Regions from separate parts of the Hordeum vulgare genome. Here region 1 is linked to region 2. Evidence: chromatin contacts called from public Hi-C data. All regions are on one chromosome and are shown on one strand. Each heading gives the region's core, a stretch centred on a gene start, on an enhancer-like site or on the middle of the called end of the contact. The rest is flanking DNA. Distances are from core to core; before and after follow the strand shown. Region 1 has its middle 230 kb from the start of LOC123428023. Region 2 has its middle 130 kb from the start of LOC123426573.

What was found. Hi-C and Micro-C count contacts between places; a contact is called where the count stands out from the background.
Region 1: a Hi-C map of leaf shows a contact between it and region 2, with 4 times the contacts expected there. The contact joins two enhancer-like sites. A contact is called at or near these places in 2 of 6 Hi-C or Micro-C datasets (leaf and seedling).

The regions. Positions count from the first base shown.
Region 1 is chr2H:442,040,533-442,046,624 of MorexV3_pseudomolecules_assembly, reverse strand. No RefSeq gene overlaps it. Among protein-coding and RNA genes, the nearest start is that of LOC123428023, 230 kb to the left of the region's middle. Within about 2 kb of position 1,849, at least 2 of the 3 cell types and tissues checked have open chromatin away from gene starts, as enhancers often do. A contact at or near this core is called in leaf, where this site is marked.
Region 2 is chr2H:441,754,246-441,760,472 of MorexV3_pseudomolecules_assembly, reverse strand. No RefSeq gene overlaps it. Among protein-coding and RNA genes, the nearest start is that of LOC123426573, 130 kb to the right of the region's middle. Within about 2 kb of position 4,617, at least 3 of the 3 cell types and tissues checked have open chromatin away from gene starts, as enhancers often do. A contact at or near this core is called in leaf, where this site is marked.

The DNA.
Region 1 (6,092 bases), core at 600-3,099, 290 kb before region 2:
CCCCCTCCCCACCCTCTCCTTCCTCCCTCGTCGCCGCCACTGAGCTCGACCGGGCAAAGCCAGACCGGAGCCAGCGACGTTGGGGCCCTAGCATTCTGATGGTGGTCAGGGTCGGCAAGGAGTGGCCTCTCCACCCTGGGCGAGGCGCGGGTGCCAGGCGTCGCGGCGCGGTGGTGCTTGGGGCTATGGGCTCTGGTGCTCCTGCCAGACTTCGGGCGGCGCAGTTGGTGGCAGGGCGTGCGGTGGATGCTGTGGCGGCGCCAGATCTGCACGATGGCGGCTGCTCACGGCGCGGGCCGGGGACGGCAAGGCGGGTGGTGCGTGCCTGGCCACGGTGGCTATCCTAGCAGGCATGCTGCGCGGGCCGAGGTGGCGCGGGGGGGGGGGTGAGGGGTGACAGCGTCCAGGGGCTCTGCTAGGCCGGGACATTGGATCTCAGTTGGGGCATAGAGGTGGGGCACGCTTCGCAGGGATGCAGCGGCGTGGCCGTTGCAGTGTTGTAGGTGCCGTGGGGTGGCCGTAGCGAACTCCTTCTTCTAGATCGGTGTTGGCGGCCGGTGCGGATCTAGGGTTTGTGCTCGGGAGGGCCATGTCTGGGCCGGGGCAGATTGAAGCATGTGCTTCAGGAGAGGTCGGGCTCGGCCCGGGATGTGCTTGCAGGTGGTGCTCGTGCTCTCCTCGCCGGCACGATGGTCGGTGGTTGTGCTCGGGACTCCGCTATTTGTCAGGCAGATTGGTGTCGGTGACCATGGTTGAGGCGTCGTGCGAGTGGGTTTGGCGGCGGCCGTTGGTAGCCACGGGATTGTATCCCCCGGTCAGAGTCCATCGGGACTGGCGGGGGACACAGGTGTGGACGCCCCCTACTGTGGGTCATCAAGCCAGATCCCATGGCTAACCCCGGGCAAGGAATGAAAGGAGGCCTCTTTCTTTCCTCCCTCCGTGGTTGGTGTTCCATAATGTGGACGGATGGTGGTGGCTTGGACGTGGATGTCGGAGCGGCGGCTCCGGATGGCGGTCCGCATGGTTGGTTCTCCCGCGGGCACAATGTCGACGGTGGTCACTCTTTCGCCGTGTAATTGATTCGGTGTTTGCTTTATATATAAAGCGGGACGAAACCTTGTTTCGACGAGGTTTTTGACCTGAACCCTATGTGTACGAGCGGTTAAGATATCAGGTCCAGCTACGCTGGTGCTCAGAAAGGAATTTTCAGTTATAGTTGTCTTCCCTCAATGTGCAGCCTCCGACGCAAATGCATTTTCTTTTAAAGTATCCGATGCAAATGTGGGGAGGAATACATTTTGATACGGCGTTTTCGACTTTGTTCATTTCAGTGTGTAGGTAACAATGGGGAGATCAGAGAGCAGAGTCTTTACCGAGGAGACGCCAGAGGAGACGATAGGAGTTTGTGCACGTAGAGGCAGGGGCATGGCATGGTTTTCGGGGCAGGTTATGATCATAAATGATGGGCTGGGGCAGCAGCGCAGCTGAAGGAGTGCATGGAGCAACGTCTATCACCTCCGTCCGGAAGAGGATATGTAGAAAAAACAAGGTCAGGTCACATCCATCGATCGATCCATCTCCACGGTGAGTCAGGGAGATGAAACGAGACAGTGAATGGGGAGAAGAAAGCTGTCAGTCGATTCAACCTTGGTTGTTTTAAATTCGGCATGCTAGTCTCCATCGCTACTTGCTCCCGATCGAATCCTCTGTCCCCGCGAGCTTGCCAGAAGTCAAACCGCAGAGGTAGCATTCCGCGAAACAGTGCAGCTGCGTGCGTGCGTGCGTGCGCGGATTGGTAATCATCAGGTACTCTTGTCCCCTTGCTGTTGGATCACACGAGTCCGTCCGTCCGGCCGGCTTCTCGTTCTCGGACAGTGCTACAGTCCTCCCCCTCCCCAAGCGTGCGAGTGCGAGCTGTAGGACTGCAGAATCCCCCGTCTTGGTGCCGGCCAAGTGCACATGGCCTCTGGAGCACACCACTACGTAGTTGATTTCGCCCCGGCAGTCGTACCGACTTGACTTGGCTGAGCATTCCCCAGCTGTAGATGGTTTCGCGCCTGGTCTGCTTGTGGCCTCCATGTAATGCACTCCATCTAGTCGGAGATACCAGCCTTACGATTTCGGCCATCTTAGTCTGGAACTTAAGTTTGCATCGAGCTGCTGCTCGAAGACACGGAACACTTAAAATGTTGTAGTGCAAAGGTATTTTCAGACGGAACGATCATTTGGTTACCCGAATTTGCCCGAGTAGAAAATCTAGGAGTGCATGGCACAGCTATGATTAAAAACGAGAAAAAAAAATCATATTTTCCTATCCTGCAAGCAGAAGCAGATCTCGCCGTGCATGGCATACGCCGATCGAGCCCATATGTCTCGATCAGTCACTGTGCCCTCTGGAAGCACCGGAATAGACCTTGAACCGACGTGCAGTTCGATGGTGGGAAGGCAAATCCGTGTCACGTCAAACAGCGACCTCGGCATATGTATGTACGTGCACGCATAAATAACAAGTATATATACTATACCACTAGTCTTTTTAGGATTGGAAGCCTCACAATTAATTTAGGTTTTCAATTAGAATTTAGTCACCTAATTTTGACCAGTTCAATAATTTTTCAAACCCTTTCATTTAATTTTTTATGCAATACACTATGTTTTTTAATTTTCTAATTTTTATAATTAATTGAGGCTTTCATTTAGACATTGGTCATCTAATTTTGATCTGATCAATAATTTTTCAAAAAACTCTTATATTTAATTATTTTAATTCTCTATACATTTGAATTTTAAAGGTTTTTTATTCGATTGAGGTATTCAGTTTTGAATTGGGTTTACGATTTTGATCGGATCAATAATTTTTAAATCAATCAGCAATAACTCGCCATAAAATCATATCAACCCCTTGTAGACTTGTATCACCCATAAAAAAGTGTCATCATGTGATACTATAACAGGAATGAAGAACATGCAACAAACGATAAAAAAAGTTCCTACATAAATGTGGTTTCATTAGCGGATAACACAAAATCACACCGCAAAAAACCTACCAAATACCTACATTATAAATAAACGTAAAACACACTCCATCGTCTCCCTCACCGGTCAAACTAAATACTCTGTTAGTTTTAAAATATAAGGGTTATTAATTTTTTGGAAGTTTCTTTAATTTTGACCAAGTCCAAAGCCAAAAATATCGACATCCACAATATAACGAAAAATGTGAAAATTCAATTCATGATGAATCTACTAATACCCATTTGATATTATGAATTTTGATGTATTTCTTTATAAATTTAATAAATCTTAAAGAGATTTGACTTTTTAAAAAAATACACCATATATTTTAAAATATAAAGTGAGTAATTTTTTTAAGAATCTTAACAAATTCAATGGCGCAGCAAACCGCCCCCTAACCCTTCTAGCGAAGATCAAAGGAGACTATCAATGTTGTCCCGTGGTTTGTTTTAGAAAAAAGAATAAAAATGTTCTCATGCGGCCCGTAACAACTAACAACAAGTGAGCGTGTTTTGTACCCTAGCTGCGCCAGGAGCCACGCAACTAGATAGAGGATTTTCTTCCATCAGATCTTAAACGGCCAGGGCGTTGGCCCCTCTCCCTCCAGCTGCTGCTCCGGCGGCAGGAGACAGGGTGTCGTGGTTTTGTCCCGACACATGTCCTAGTGAAAGGACTTATGTACAAGGCCATCGTAACTAGCTGATGACTTGAATGGATAGTCGGAATCGAGAGACGTAAGTTTATCCAGGTTTGGCTCCTTCGATGAAGGTAAAAGCATACGTCTTGCTTTGGTGTTTATTGGTGATCAACTCGATTACAAGGGTGCAGAAGCGCTAACCTATCTCTCGAGTCTTTCTTACTTGTCCTTTCCACCTCAGAGGCTCCTCTTTATATATATACATACAGAGGTCATGAGGTTACAATAAAATCCGGGTCGTATTGCAACACGTGTCTTATTCTACTTCCTACTAACTTGGGTGAAGGGAGAATCTCCACGTTTCCCTTGGTGAGTCGGCCTGCATGTGATGGGCTTCGAGCCGGCCTCTTAGTAAGCCGTCCCTTGGGCCTTGGCGTCTAGGGCCTCCTGCCCATGTTATGGCCTATGCGGGTTATTCCCTGGACGGGTTAACCTGTGGCGTATATCCGCAACATTAGCCCCTAGTTTAATTTGGATTCATCAATGGTAAACTTCATCCTAGAAAAATATAGTAAAAATTTCAAAGGTGAAGATTAGCACGAGTCACCTTTTGAGCTAATGATCTCCCTCTAAGGAATATATTTTGTGTGGGTCACCATTTGTTCGGGTCATGTGTTTTTTTAAGACGTGGAATTTTCATCATTCGTCATGGTCATGACGCCATCCTAGTCATCCTTGATGTCATCTATTCATCATAGTGAATCTTTCTCAACAGTACTCAAATCTCTATCATTCGTGAAAATCGAGGCGCCCGTGTTGCCACCAATTACTCCATTTTTTACTACGCCGCTTCGGGTCCTATTCTTAATATAAGCAGACCGGCCAAGTTTACCTTCCACCTCTTCTTCTTCCTCTCGCCCGTAGCACTTTCTCTCGAACTCCGCAAGCGCCGCTTCTTCTCAGTCGACTTCATCTCTTCACACCCGCCACCGGAGTTCATCTCTGTTGATAGCGGAGGTCTCCCGAACGTGGTCGACCACAACCCTCTTCTGCTGCAAATCTTTGTAAGTCCCCCATTATCACTTTAGCTCACTACCGCTTTGTTCGTAGTTCGTCGGAGTTCATCTTATGCTCAGTAGATTATAATTGCAATTGTTTGCGGTTTGTGGAACTTAGCCACCATAGTCGTGTGGTAATCTTTGAAGATCCATAGTAGATTCACCTTTTTTCATGTGCGCATTCTGCGTGATTCGACCACCGTGTTCATCTAGCAATCCTTGTATCGATAGTTCTGCTATTTAAAACGTATAATTCTTCTTTTTTATGCATCACGTAGACCAACTTTCTCAGCCACTTTAATAGGGAACATATTTATCACTTTTCAAACTTCACTAAGTCCTTACAGCTTTTGGGTCTCTCTTTTTTAGCCGATTTTAGCTTTATAGCTCCTCATATTGCCGGCTCAAATCTTTACGTATATATTAGGCCGGCTTACCATGCGAACCCTTTGTCGGCTTATCTTTCATCCCGACTTTTCTTGCTTTAAATGGGTTGTTTTAACCATAATGGCCCCAAAGACCAGTAAAGAGGTCAACTGGGTCACATCCAAAGTAAACCATACTTTCTTTAAATGAACTGGTAACCCAAGGATTTCTGCCGCCTAAGGATGAAATTGCATGGAGGGTGCGTGGGAGGAGGTCATTCGTTAACCCGCCCAAGGAAAAATAGTCATTTTCGCTAATCATCTGCTTAGATGTTTTCGTCCGCGTGGGTCAAAGTTCTTTAGACACTTGCTTCATTTTTACAAGCTCGGGCCTTAGGACCTTGGTCCCAATTCTATGACCAACATTTGTCAGTTCGCCATACTGTTTGAGGTTTATCTTCAAATGGATCACATACTTGCTTTATTCATATATGTAAGTGCATCTAGTGTCCGTTAGTGATTTTGGTGTATTGATGAAGACTTATAGGTTAAGAGACTCATGTGTTTGTGTGTGTACACAAGCTCTATAAGTCGCTGAGGAGTTTGCGTTATTCGAAGAATATAGACCCCTAAAAATGTATGTCTTCGGCTGAAGACTTTGGTATTTCATCGAAGACTTTGAAAGTGAGAAATTTGGTGTGTCCGTAAAGAAATTGATGTGTGGACTTTGAAGCGTGAAGACTTTCGTTTTCGTAGTTTCATTTTCTGTATTCTGTGTCATAGGAACACCGTAGTGTTAAAGGGGTTGAGGTAAAACTAAGGAAAACTTTCCAAGTGATGTTCATCTCATAGCCTACACATACAAATCCTTCGAGTGAAGCCTTTGGAAATCTTTTACAATTTAGTCAAATTCTTGAGTGACAGAGACGGAGATCTTCTGGTCTCTGAGGAATTTGCTCTAACTAAGGAATTAGGTTTTCGCCAGTGTGAATTACCTACCTGCAAGGAATATGAGTG
Region 2 (6,227 bases), core at 3,368-5,867:
AAGTGGGTACGAACACGAGGCTTTGGAGCCACTACCCCGTGGAACCAAGGGTTTCCGGCGGACCTTGGCACTTACAGAAGCCGTGGTAGAAGCAAGAGGAAGGCGCTGGAACGGATAGCGACATTAGAAGAAAAGGTGTCGTTTCTCTTGAAGAAAGGGGGACACCCTGTACCTGACACTGAAGAGGAGGAAGAAGATCCTGCACCTGACGCTGATAGGCAGCAATTAGAAGACGATGCCGTAGCAGATGCCGTCCTATCTCAGCATAGAAGCAGCGTGGGTTCCACGCAGCTGCAGCTAGAAGACGGTCCTGCAGTCGAACCGTCGGCGCCTCACTACCCCGTGGATGATGTCAAGGAGAAGACAAACTGTGAGATACATATGCCAATGGGGAACATATCCTTCATGGTGGCGTCAGGCTATGCTTTACCGAATCAACCTGGAGCAACCTACCATGATGGTCAGATTCCAGCATCCCATGCTCGTGTCGGGTTGTCAACAATTACGCCGGGATGCCAGTCAATTGAGCTTGATATTCCTGGAGGTGAAGGCGAGAAGACATTGGGAGAAATGGAGCTTGGTATCATCTTGTGGAAGAAGAAACACATTGTGTTTCCTAACGCGGCGCCAAGGCCACCGACTCCTCCAGGTACAATTATGCACCACCTCCAACAATTACTGAATGTTGCACCACATGTAAGCCTATTTTTAATAGTTTTTTCACTTTCGTACAGAGAATGCACGACCTCCAAGTCCACCCCCCAACGCACCTCCAAGTCCACCCCACAACGAATATAGGGAGCCCGAGGCCGAGTGTCCATCGCCCGTGCACTCCAGTGAGCCGACGGATGCGCGCACTACGGGTACGGCAAAGCGGAAGCTGCAGTTCAGAAGAAACGGGACTCCTCCCAAGAAGAGAGAAAGGAAACCCAATAAAGTCAAGACTCCCCCGAAGTTACCAGGCCTGATGACTCTGGAGGAACTAGACGAGGCCGTGAAAGCCAAAAACAAAGCATGGTTCGCACGGTTTCCCCTGAAGCCCCCTCCAGACATCTGGAAGGAAACTCTGAAGAACGTACCAAAGTGGAAAATTGAGCGCACCATCGACAACTTATATTATCCTGAACCGCCGCCATCGCCGCCCCTTTCAGACTATGAACGGTTCATTGAAAAGATGCACACCGCACAGATGAAGCAGGCGGAGCAGATGAAGCAGACGGAGCAGACGAAATGCGGGAAACAAGTTCCCCATCTCGGACAACAAGAAGCACAGTCAATTGCCCCGCTCAAGGTGTTATCTGACCAGGCTTCAGTGTCCGGTCCACGCATGGGCGACGTAGGTTACGCTATTGCTGATGTGGTATATAAATATAAGCCCGAGCAGCCTCTGGTCGAAAATCCTAGTGCTCTAACAACCCAACTATGGAATTTACATGGTTGGTACTTGGAGGCCGCAAGGCAAAAGAGAGACTGTATCATGGCGGCAGTTCAGGATCAACACTACTTCGGAGAGTACGGTGTGGAGGTTGGGTTCGATGATTTTTTCGAGATGTACAATCAACGTGCCCTCGACAAAGCTATCGTCAGCTGCTACTGTTTGTAAGTGTTTTATTTGTGTAACTTAATTATTTAGTTAAGCTCGCGTTCATTGCCCGTATAATTATCACTCACGAGACATTCTTTTTGTACGCTACTATGCAGAATGAAGATTCGTGAATGCAAGCTGGCAGGAATCTGGGACTTTGGGTTCATTGACCCGTATTCGTTTCATCAAGAGACAATAGAAAAGTTCAACAAGGATACACCGGATGATTTGCTAAGGTTTTTGAAGCGACAAAGTACCAAAAAAGAAATACTTTGGCCCTACGGATTCAAGTGAGTGTTACTGTCTTGTACACATTCCATTTTGCTTACCTGATGTTAAGTGTAATTGATGAGTATGCATGACTGCGTGTGTACACGTGCGCAGGTCCCACTTCATATTGTTCATCATTAGAATCGATCAAGGAGTGGTTGAAGTCTGGGACCCGTTAACCTGGGACGCTGACAAATGGAAGAGCGCGCGTCAGATGCTTCAAAGGTATATATATATAGGCCTCTTTCGTTCATCGGCCTCTTTTTCGTTCATTTCCTGATATCAAGTAAGTAATAATTAACTCTTGTATTCATTTTTCTTTGTCGGCCAGGGTTTGGCAAATGTCCATCAAGGAAGAACCCGGTACATGGGTAGACAAGCTCCACTTTCAGATTAACAAAGTAAGTAGTACTACGTACCCTGGTTTCAATACCATTACCATTCTCTTGATTATTATTAATTTGACCGAATTATGTTCTCGTATATAGGGCGTCCCGCAACAACCACAGGGCACTGATTATTGTGGATACTACGTTTGCGAGTACATTCACAGGATTATCAATGAGAAATCCCGTACTTCCAGAAATCTAGAGGTACGTAACCAGATCTTCACAACTTTATTTATGTTGCCATCAATTATGTTAGTTTTGTTCACAACTTAATTGTTTTCATCTACTTCTTTTAAAGCTGCAACGAAAGCGGGCGATGCTAAGACCAATCCAACGTTGCAAGGCAGTTGCAGAAGAATTGGCAGGATTTCTCCTCACGCAAGTCATAGATGAAGGCGGAGAATTTTTCCATCCTATGAACCAATAGCCAGCTCCCTTCTCTATGCAAGTATACAGCTATAGGAAACGAACTTCAAATTATGTAATGATAATCGGTCCAGTACTTCGTGTTACATGTATATATGTACTTTTATTTGGTGCATCAACATTTAACCGCAAATACGGAATCGGAGAAACACTTAACCGCAAACACGGAATCGGTGTTTCCGGATACGTGTTTCCGATTACGTGTTCGTAAAAAACGGAACACGGACACACGGAATCGGAAACACGGAATCGGAAAGACGTAAACGGAAATACGGAACCGGAAACACGTAAACGAAAACCCTGAAAATACGGAACACGGAAACACCGAAATACGGAATCGGAAACCCTGAAAAGAAAAGGAAAAAAAAAAGAAAAAAAAAGCATTAGGACCGGTTGGTGTTACCAACCGGTCCTAAAGGTCCTCCGCCTGCGCGCACTCTTCGGCGCCCACGTGGAGGCCTTTATCACCGGTTTGTAAGACACCGATGCTAAAGGGGGGGGGGGCCTTTAGTCCCGGATACGTAGCACCGGATGTGTATCCGGGTTCAAAGGCCCTTACCAACCGGTTCTAATACCCCTTTCTCCACTAGTGACTTCGCATCCATGGTCATCATGATCCATATGTAATGTCTCAGCGTGTCGTATCACTATTCGCTTTGAATTCTGAATCCAACTAGTAAAATTGATTAGAAAAATACTGGGTGTATTGCTGTGTAAACGTCCTACTTGCATGCATGACGAGCGTGGTGACGAGATGGTGACGAGGGAGAATGCGGAGTTGTCATGCACAGAATAAATATGTTGATGGGTACGTACATGACGTGCGACGTTGAGTGAAACGACAGGTACGTTTCATAGTGGCGCTTGTTTTTTTTTTCCTTCCTTCAACTGAGGTGATGCACAACCCACCACCAGGCACACACGTGTGGCAGTGATTGCACGCGAACCTATTCGTATGTCCAACTCTAATGCTTTTTTATAGAATTTTAATTTCTCTCCTGCCTGTGGAGTTTTTACGGTACTGCATCTACTACTAGTATTTCTTTTTTATTTTGGTTGAAAGGGACTTGATCTGGTTGTTGTTGTTGACGTACGGGTCAAGACGCAAAACTGTTGATGTCGACTGGAAAGAAGTATTGTTTCACTGCTAGTATTCAGGTTTACATGTAGTACTTCGTGTTATCCAATGATCGAAAAGGCCCGGAAGTACAAATGCAACACATGTTCTGTTCAAACCCTGGTGTTTCCGTATCAATAACGCTACTATACAACGATTGATAATGTCTAGTTTGCCGTTGGTTGACCTTGAAATACAAGATATTATCTACTCATTTCTGCAACAGTTGGATGCTATTTTCGTATTTTGAGTAAACTTGCATGGTGCAGAGTGATCTTAATTAGTTTCGGAGCAAAACATATTTAGAATCACGTTTTGCTAGCTAGACACATTGTGTAACTGAAATAACCGAAAGACTCCCTTCCTTTCCGGAAGTAATTACTCCCTCTGTCTCAAAATAACTGTCTTAACTTTGTATTAGCTCTAGTATAAATTTATATTAAGCTTAAAATACTTATTTTGAAACGGAGGGAGTACGTTGTTGCATGCGCACGCAACGCACGTGTACGCCCCTGTACGTAGGTCGACAAGTGCAACCAGAGAGCTGCATGCCATGCCTGCATCTGCATGCATGGGAAAGCGGGTTGGAGCTCACTCACGCTCAGGCTCAAGCTCGCGAGCGACCGGCACCCGTGGACGTGCGATCCGATCGAATGAATCGACGATGATCTACCAACAACCCCACCGCACCCCTTGCTGCAACTTGGACAAGATCGTCGCAACAGCAGCAGCATATACATGCACGTACCGCTGCACCTTGGTTGTGTGGACGTGGGTGCGTCACGCGAGCGAGATATGGAGGGACCAAAGCGGCTATCGATCTCCCGCCTGGGCCGGGGTCCTCGAGCATCGACCGGTCCCGTTCCAGATCTGCTCGTTCCATGCAATTTCCCATCCATGATACATCCAACCACAAGTTATTTCGATCATTAGCTGCTGAGTTTTAATTAGTTCGATCCGCGATCTAGTAGCCCAGGCCAGGACCATGGCAACCGATCGATCCATCGGGACGCCCATCCGGCTGGTGGATGATACGTTGGTTTTCAAAAAATAGTTGGATTCCATCGTCTAGCTCAGCTCCACCGGCCAAACACCGCCACTAATATATCTTCACGTACGTCTTGCGCCCTGCACGAAGTAATTGGCGCCAGAGGCAACGAGTAACTAGACAGGATTGTCTACCGGCCACCTGCATTGTGCTCTGCGTCCTTCTCGACCTGTAATCAGCCGTGAGTTTGAGTTTAAGTAGCTAGTGCAGCAGGATGGCGACACCACGACATGGCGATGCATGGTTAGCTTTAGGGGGCACATCGCTCCATCCGCGTCACGCTTTGGCATATTATAGGATCCTGGCATTTCGACTATGTATACACACACCGTCGCGCGATATATATCCTACCACCAGTGGTAGTTACCTCTACATTTTCTACCGTCTGATCCTTTTAGATGCGTGGTTTCTCAAACGGATTGCGGGTGTGAACATCAATTTTAGCTAACCGTTCATCCAACTACTCCCTTCGTTTCTAAATATAAAACCTTTTATAGATTTCACTATGAACTAGATACCGAGCAAAGTGAATAAATGTGTACTTTAAAATATATCTATATACATCCGTATATATTCCATAGTAAAATCTCCAAAGGTCTTATACTCCTTTCGTTCATAAATATTACTCCCTCCGTCCGGAAATACTTGTCCTAGAAATGTATAAAATGGATGTATCTATAACTAAGATAAGTCTAGGTACATCTACTTCTAGGACAAGTATTTCCGGACGGAGGGAGTATAAGTCTTTGTATAAATTCTACTATGAACTACATACAAATATATATAGACATATTTAGAATGTAAATTCACTTATTTTGTTCAGTTCAAAGTGAAATCTTTAAAAAAAACTTATATTTGAAAATAGAGGGAGTATCATGCATGTGTGAATTAGCTTCAAGTGATATTTATTTAGTTTCCCGTTGATCATCCCATGCATATATGCATGCCAGATCGTGCGTGATGGGTGGTTCGAGCCCTACTGAGAATGCGCTCCCTACTATGAAAATATATTGGAGGTTCTGGAATGTACCTCGGGCACCTCAATGCATACTGTGAAAATGCAAGATTGTTACCGAGCTCTTGATGAACGTGGAGTTAATTAGGACGTTGGAGATGCTTTATTCTGTGGAAATACAATATTGTGGTTCTTATTTTGATTTTGCTAGAAATATTGCCCAGTTTTTGATTTCCCTACGAATATACGATCTATATATACAACTAAAATAAATCCTATAACATGACGGACCATCGAATATAATTCTAACAAATTGTCACTTTCGACCCATGTATGGCCCGTGACCTCTGTCGACCCATGTCACGCCTTTCAATCTCTGGGCCCTTTAATGGCCCGTAAAGATTCCGGCCCATAATGAATAGTGAATTGCTTCGGAC